Regions from separate parts of the Gossypium hirsutum genome. Here region 2 is linked to region 1. A link is a contact called in public Hi-C data. All regions are on one chromosome and are shown on one strand. The core of a region is the stretch at or near the end of the contact, and the rest is flanking DNA. Distances in the headings are between cores, read along the strand shown.

Evidence for each region. Hi-C and Micro-C count contacts between places; a contact is called where the count stands out from the background.
Region 2: a contact with region 1 is called in a Hi-C map of leaf, with 2.5 times the contacts expected there. The contact joins the promoter of LOC107914609 here to the promoter of LOC107914601 in region 1. A contact is called at or near these places in 2 of 34 Hi-C or Micro-C datasets (callus and leaf).

The regions. Positions count from the first base shown.
Region 1 is chrD10:21,184,225-21,188,550 of Gossypium_hirsutum_v2.1, forward strand. It overlaps LOC107914601 (stearoyl-[acyl-carrier-protein] 9-desaturase, chloroplastic), which reads right to left and starts at 2,247. Exons shown (of 3, transcript XM_016843547.2): 1 at 1,974-2,247. The coding sequence starts at 2,098.
Region 2 is chrD10:21,545,463-21,549,788 of Gossypium_hirsutum_v2.1, forward strand. LOC107914609 (F-box/kelch-repeat protein At3g06240) reads left to right here and starts at 2,041. Exons shown (of 2, transcript XM_016843561.2): 1 at 2,041-3,361; 2 at 3,925-4,326. The coding sequence starts at 2,168. The coding sequence ends at 3,322.

The DNA.
Region 1 (4,326 bases), core at 997-3,496:
TACCATGTTTATATGAGAGAATAAAGCGTACAATGAATGAATGGTGATTGCTGTACTTATAGCCAAATACTTATCCAAGAATCAAAAAGAAAATAAGTCCCAAAATTCAAACTGAAAGAATTCAACTTGAAAGATAACCAAAATCCTAAAGACTAGGAACTAAATTAGATTTCTGACAGAAGTTTAAATAATTTAATGATAAGATCACTACTAGTTTAAAGAAAAGAAAAAGGAATAACACAATATCAAATCAAGGAAGGAGGACAACATATTCTGAACTACTTCAACCAAATTGAATATTCTTTTCAAAATGTAGATTCAACTATATTTTAAAAACAAAATGGAACCATTTGAAAAAAAAAAGGAAACATTATGTTATTCATCAGCTAGTCTAGAGAATCTGAACTACTTCCACCAACTTGAATTTTCTTTTCAAAGACAGATTCAACCATATTGAAACAAATTAAAATGACATAAATGGAAAATCGGAAGACCGTTTGTGTGGAACACTTGCATGATTCGCAATCAAGTTAAACACAGTGGATAACATGGATGCAGATGCAGCATGCACAATGATATAACATTAGCATTCTCTTCATAGAAATAAATTTAGAGATGGGCACGGATGAAGCAACACATTTAACTACTTGCATTTGTGGATGAGCCCCAGAAGTCCATAAATGAGACATTATCAATTTCAGACAAATGATGCACTCTCAACCGATCAGTTGATCATAAACTTGGAAGAACATGCTTCAATACAATTTGCATGAATACTAATAAGGAAAATACGGATTAACTAGATAAAATATAAGATTCTTTAAAAGAAAAAAAAGTATGTATATCACAACAGAAATAGCTTCCCAGTAATTCAAACCCCAAGAAAAATTTAATTCCTTCAGAAAAAAATAGTTGAGAAAATAATTAATATCCTAACCACTCCCAAAACTACCAAACTGTAATAGACAAATAGAAAATTAGTGAAGGCCGTAACATCATAGATTACAGCAAAGAGACCAGACAATCAATAATGGTTAAGAATATTTATAAAATACAATTTACAGGGTATTTTCGGTTTCGTGAACTCCTCTCAAACAAAAACGAGACATGAAGCAGGAAAAACCAAATAATTGATTTTTCTTGAAAGTTAACATCACAAAAAAAAAAAAAAAACTATTGATAAGAACAAGCTATCGAAAAACATGTTCCACATTGCTTTGTTCTTACATCTTTCGTTCAAACCATCCAAAACACATTTAACAATGGAAGCTGTCCACATCAAAATAAGAAACCAGCATATCTTACAGTTAAACAAATCTTAAAATCCAACAAGAAACACGCGCATCAAGATTAATATACTAGAGAATATGCTAAGGACAAAAAAAAAAAAAACCTTGGAGCCTTCACATAATAGCTACATAAAGCTAGAAACTTAAATATGACACATGGACCTCTTTCACTCTCAAGATCCTTATCAGGCGATAATTCCAATGAAGCACATAACTCAGTCTAAAACCAAGTTATCAAAGTCTCAATTTTTATAATAAAAATACAAAACAACCCACCAAACATGAAACCAAATCACAAAAAGATCAAAATAAAGAAGGAAAACACAAATTTAAAAAAAATAAAGAAAAGAAAAAGAGAGAGAGCAAAAATTATTTAAAGAAACGTGTTTTCCCTATTCTTGCACCTTAATCAGTAAACCTTACATACATAAAAACATAATACTGAGCTAGAAAGTATAAACATTTAATAAGAAACGAACCTTATTTCAGTCGTTTCTAAATTGAAAGTATTATCCCAAACAGAAAAGAACAACATTACCATTAAACAACAAGAACATTAAGATCACAAGATATATGTAAGTTAGCAGAAAAGAAAAAAGACCCAGATGCAAAATGAGGTAAAAATAACGGAAGAAGAATCAAAATCCATGATTTAACAATAAAATATGAAAGAAAGAGACGAACTTGGAACCAGAACGAAGAGTAGAGGCCATGAAAAACTTGGGAGACCTAAGGCCGGCCATTGGTGGAAGAGCAAATGAAGGGAGTTTCTGAGATTGAAAAGTGATGGGGTTGAATTTCAGAGCCATTTATTTTTAGGTATTTTGGGGGGTTTAAGAGCACTTTCTCTTTTTTGTTTCGGTTTGAGTTCTCGAGCTTTGGCAGCTTCAGTTTCCTCCACAGAAAGTGCAAACGCTTCTCGAAAGAAACATAGCCTATTTAAGGGATACTGACCTTCATTATATTTTAACATTACCCCTCACTTTCCTTTTAATTACTAATTGCGCATTCATTTATTCTTTATAATAATAAATTAGTAAAAACGACAAAATAAATTGGTTAAAGTACGAGGTACAAACACATCATTCCTTCGGTTAAAAATTTTATTCATTGGGTATGATATGCACATGGTACGTCATGTATAACTGTCGAGTTATTTCGTTTACTATGTCAGTTTTTAACGGTAGAATAGATAAAATTTCTAACAAATTGATATTTTTCTAGATGAATTAATTTATTCATTTTTTAAGTGGAAGGAGCCAAAATGTAATTGAATTTATAATATAATGGTAATCATCCTATTTTATATTACAATTATAATTTTATTATTCAATAATACTTCAATTAAATTAATTAAAATTTGTAAAATTTTAATTTAAAATCTGAATCATATCAAGTTTAAGGAATAATGGTAAAAGGATTGTTGTTTTGTCTACCAAATCTTTTTCAAATGTTAGGTTGGTATTGCGAAAGTTAATTAATGTTTACTCTTTCTCTATTTTCAATTTAGAATATTAGAAAAAACTTATTAAATATTCAGAATTAGAATTTGAGTAGTAATATAAAATATTCCAAAATAAATAAAATCAAGAACGTGATTACATAAAAGGAAATGTTTCATCATAAAAAAAATGGTATTAATCTTTTTCATTCAATATTATTTTGATCTTAAAAAAAAAAAAAAACATTCCCATGTGGAGGTCTCCATCAACAGCACAAATATATGCTTGGAATTCCTTTAAGAAAGATAATGGTCACTATAAACAAATTCTTCCAGCCAACCAAAAAATGAAATTTGTAAAATAATTACAAAGAAATTTTCTATTATAAGGTATGCCGAAGTTAAAAGAATATATGCATATACACGATATATATTATTATATTATTATATATTTAAGTTTTTGATTAAATTGGTGTAACCTATATTAATCGAGTTTCAACCCAACTGAGAAATTATCAAAAATTATTACTTTTATAAAGTAACAAATATTATTTTCAGGGTATTTGGACGATTATGTTTCAATCTGACAAGATGGTAGCATCCATGTTACATTTAAAACAACCAATCAGAGGTCTCAACTAGTACCATAGGCAAGGTTGATGCTTGAAAGATGCACCTTGGACACATTGGAAAACCATAGTTGCCTCTCGCCAATCTTGAAAGAACGTGTCTACAAAAGAAACAATTTGGGAAGGTTGAATCACCACATTCTTCCAACACAATAGGTTTCGGTGGAACCAAATACTCCAAGAAATAGTGAGAAAACATTTGCTACAAGAGGAGTTCGAAAGATGAAGAAAAGTAATACATTAAATCAATAAATGAATTATGCACATAAACCATGCCAAGACTATTCCAAATAGTCGCAACAGTTGAACAATAAATAACAACATGCTTTAAACTCTCATTTTCCACACAACTAGTGCAACTTGGATCAATGACGCAACCCTTCTCAAGTAAACGACTTTTACTTGGGATAATATGTTACAACCCTCGCCATACAAAGGATTTAGTTTTTGATGGAAGAGTCAAGTTCCAAAGTCTCTATCAAGATTCCTCAACCGCAAACGATGAGCAACACGATAGTTGGACTTCACATTGTATCGACCATCCTTAGGAAAATGCCATATAAGTTGATTTGGTGGCTTAGAAATAAAAAAAAGAATGCTAAGAATTTGCATAGCATCTCGAGGTGCCAAGAGTCCCTCAACGAGAGAAGAATTCCAACTTGAACCATCATTATTCAATAAATCTTTCACAAAGAAATTTGTAGACCTCCGTAAAGCCTCAAATTCAACAAAAAAATTATCATCATTAGGTAACCAAGGATCCTCAAAATCCCAAATACAGTTACCATCTTTTAATCTCCAATAAAGACCTATAAAATACAAATTTAAGACCACAAAGACACTCCTCTTAATGAAAGAGTTGAGACTTTGAAAACCCATACCACCGTGTTTTTCAAGCACATAGAGCTTATACCTAGAGGACTAATGAATACCCTTTTTCGAACTTGACCTTGAACCCAACCAAAAG
Region 2 (4,326 bases), core at 791-3,290, 360 kb after region 1:
CATCACACATAATAGGAGAAATCAAGAATACGTGGGAAAATTGGAACTTACCAAGATTGTCAATAGATTCATTACAACTAGATGAAATGGAGGAAATGAATCTAGTTAATATCCAGACAAGATAAAAGCCAAGTGGAAAAAACCAATTAAGGAAGCAACTTGGGAAAACAACATCCAAGTAAAAATAAAAAAGGAAGCTACGTGGGAAAATGACATTCAATAGAGCAACTTGGGAAAACGACATCCATATGTAGACAAAAAAGGAAGCAACGTGGAAGCAACCATGCCAAGTCAATAATAAGACATTATCCTTATCAGAAAAACTGTGTGAGATTCAAAGAAAGTTAAATAGAGTTCAAAAATTTCTCTTATAAAAGGGAAATGAAGGAAGCCTAAGGGGACATCGAAAAAAAGTTTAGAAAACCTCTCTCTATCCACTTCTGATCCACCAACATCTCTTCATATCTACTTTTATCCACCAACCTCTCTTTCTTTGTAAAATTTTTTTTCCTTTCTACTAGTTTTATGTTGTAAATTTGTAATATTATCTACTGTCTCCCGTATCCTTTCAATAATTAATTTTGTTAAGAGATTATCATGAATTGTGGAGTATAGTGATTGGAAGGGATTTTTATGAGATGATGAGAGTTTTTCATGAATTATGGATTGTTTCATATGGGAGGTTGATATGTTTGTATCAGATTTATACTTTTTGTCATGCTTCTATTTTCTATTTATCAATGCTATCAAGTTTAGTGTTGTTTTTGTATTTTCAACTATTTTTTGACCAATTTTGATTTAGTTGTTTGCTCTTCCAGGATTACTATGTAATGTATGCTATCCCTATTCTTGATTTTTTTTGTTTAGTAAAAAATAAAAGACTGGGGGTTATATTCCTAGTATATTAGATATTTTTAATTGGTTAAAATATGATGTTAGTCTCTGAATTTTGTCAAAATTTGAGATTTAATCCATGTACTTAAAAAATTAAAAATTAAGTCCTCATATTTTTTATTTAAAAAATCACAGTCCAATCATTAAAATTTTAAGTATTTTCTGTTAAAATTTGTCAACTTAGAATTTTGATTAGGTTGTCATTATATAACATGACATATGATTGATTTTAAATAAACATGTTAAATTAATAAATTTTGACAGAAACTACAATAACGATAATGATTAAATTAGGATTTTTAAATTAAAAAAGTATGAGGATTGAATTTTTAACTTTTAAAGTAGATGCGCCAAATCTCAAATTATATATAAGTATAGGACTAACAAAATACTTTAACCTTTTCAATTTACTCCGAATTTAGTATATGCATTTTTATACGGATATGGCCATTATTGTGCTAATCCTACCCAGGATAAGCTCTTGGGTTTTGAGAATTACCAGAGGGCTCGGCCAGGCCCATCAAACACATTGGCCGTAGTTCAACTTTAAGTTAAATTTAGTTATTAGTCCCTGTACTTTACAAAGGTTGTGGATTTAGTCTATATACTTTAATTTGGTCATTTTAACCCTTCTACTGTTCAAATTTTAAAATTTCAAAACTCATCAAATGATAATTGTTAAATTCATTAAGTTATGCTATTTTCAAAATATGATGCGACAAACATATTATCATATGCGTAATGTTATGTAAGCTAGTTATTTCCACATATTATTCACTAAAAATATAATTAATGGATTAACGATTGTATTTTGCATAAAGATTGAAATTTCAAAATTTTAATAGTATAAAGACTTAGAATGATTATATTTGAGAATATGAACTAAATTTACAACTCTAAATGACTAGTAATTGAATTTAACTAAACAAATTTAATTGCTACTTTTTGGGGTCAAGACTAAAACTTTAAAATTTAAAAAGTAAAAGGAGTAGACTTGATCAATTTAAAGAATACAAAAATTAAAATTGATCAAATTAAATTTTAATGACTGAATCCATAACTTTCATAAATTACAGGGACTATAATAGCATAATTTAACCTTCACTTTGTTTCACATCTTCAACGTTGTTTTGTTATTGTTGTATACCAAATAAGAAAACGTGTAATGTTACTTGTTACAGTTTTGTCTTCTTTTTTCTTAGTTCACATTCTCTTACCCCAAATGAAATCATTCATCAAAAGACAGAGGAAATAGATAAGATAGAGAGGGAAGATGCCCGAAACTAGAGTTGAGGTACCAGAAATGGTGATGTTGGAGATTCTGTCAAAGCTTCCAGTTAAGTCCTTGACACGTTTCAGGTGCGTTTGTAAGCCTTGGTGTTCATCTTTTCAAACCCCTCATTTCATTACCAAACATCAGCAAAACAACCTCCACAACAACAACCTTAATCTCCTCCTCAAACGTTGTCTGGGTAACACCCGTGATGACATCTACTATTTCTCTCAACTTTCAACTGAGAAAGGCCAAAACTTTTCGGTACAACACAACATTCACTTACCCTTTTTCGAGGATTGTTGGTATGCCCCTGTGGTTTCAGGTCCTTGTAATGGATTGTTGTGTTTACATGATGCTGATAAGGTTGCCCTTTGGAACCCATCAACTAGAGAGTTTAAAACTCTCCCTCAATCCACAGTCCAACGCCCTCCTTCAGTAGATTCCACTAGTTTTGGTTGCGTTGGTATTGGGTTTGATTCTCAAAGTGGTGACTACAAAGTGGTAAGATTTGTTACTAATTATTTTGAAGAGAATGAAGATGAAGGGTTAATGGGTGATTGGAACCACCAAGTTGAGTTATATTCACTTAAAAGCGATTCATGGAAGGAGATTTCAGTTCCCGGGGTTCAACCTTATGGATCTCCTTTGTTTAATAATTACGTAAACGGGTTTTATTATTGGCAGGCAATTGGGGACTCTGAGTACCTTATTCTCTCATTTGATATGGTCAATGAAAAGTTTTCTGCTTTACCATTGCCTGAATTTGGTGGGTCTTTAGCTGAATACTATTTGGAACTTTTGGAATTCAATGGACTGCTTGGTGCTATTGTTTACCCAAGGGAAGGGACTGACAAATCTTTTGATTTATGGGTTATGAATGGATCATGGACTAAACAATTCAGTATTGAATCTCTTCCTAGAGTTGAGAGGCCTTTGGGGTTTTGGAAAAATGGTGAGTTGTTTCTCGAGAGCTCGGATCATGAACTTGTGTTGTTTGACCCCTCCACACGAGAGCTTAAAAGTCTTGGTATCCATGCTTATCAGGAAACGATGCAGATTATTGCTTATGTTGAGAGCTTGGTTCCAATCAATGGAAGATCAGAGCGCGAGGAACTTATAATACGTCGGCCGGCTGGAGACGCATCGGATTGATATTGAATATGAAAATGGAAGGAGACTACAACAAAAGAGGTAAGATTTCATGGGATTTTCTCTCTTGATATGCAATTTATGGCGACTATATTGTCTTTCTCCAAAAATTCTGTTTTTGTTCGTTCTATACGCAAGCTAAAGATGTTAGCCTCTGCCTTGTCTGTATGTTTTTTTGGTTGTTTCAGTGAATTTGCTAGATTTCTGCCTAGAGAATCAATTAGTTGTTAACTCTTATCTGCAGATCTAATAACCTGCACATACGATCTGCAAGTGCATATACATGCTGGATATGGTGTGCTTTTCATACACGAATAGTTGTTTAGAGAGCTAGATGTCTCGAATCGATGAATGTAATTTGATGTTGAACAATAGGAACTATTATGATGATGATCATGACTTATTGTCTGTACTTTTAGATCCAAATGAAACAGTGTAATTAGCTCAAATAATTTTGTTTTCTAGGAATCCACTGAATACAGATTGCTTGTCTGTGTGTTTTCTCCCACTTTTTTTATAATTTCCATTCCCAGTTGCTTGCCTATGCAACTTGGGGCAGCTTATACTATCATGAATCGTTATCAGCTAGTTTCTCATTTTTGCAGTGGTGTTGATGTATGGTTTTTGGACTAGAGCGTGTGTTGAGTACAGGTATGATGAATGGCTTTTAATGTATTTGGAGGATCATATTCTCATACCCGTATCTGGAAATCTAACACGAATACTAGATATGGGTGCTTAAAGAAAACTGAGATGTTGGAGCAAAATTGGCAGTGATATTTTTAAAATAGATAGTCCTCATGGCACCACAGTTGACTTATTACCTAGATTGGTGATCGTCCGTATCTAAAATGGTGCCTAACACTAGTTACGGATGCTTCAAGAAAAATGAAAAGTACAGAAAGAATCTTATGAGCTAGGTTGCTCTACTGTTCATTTATTCGCGTAGTCCATATTTTTATTCAACATAAATTCGAACATGAATACACGACTATGACCCTTCAAGG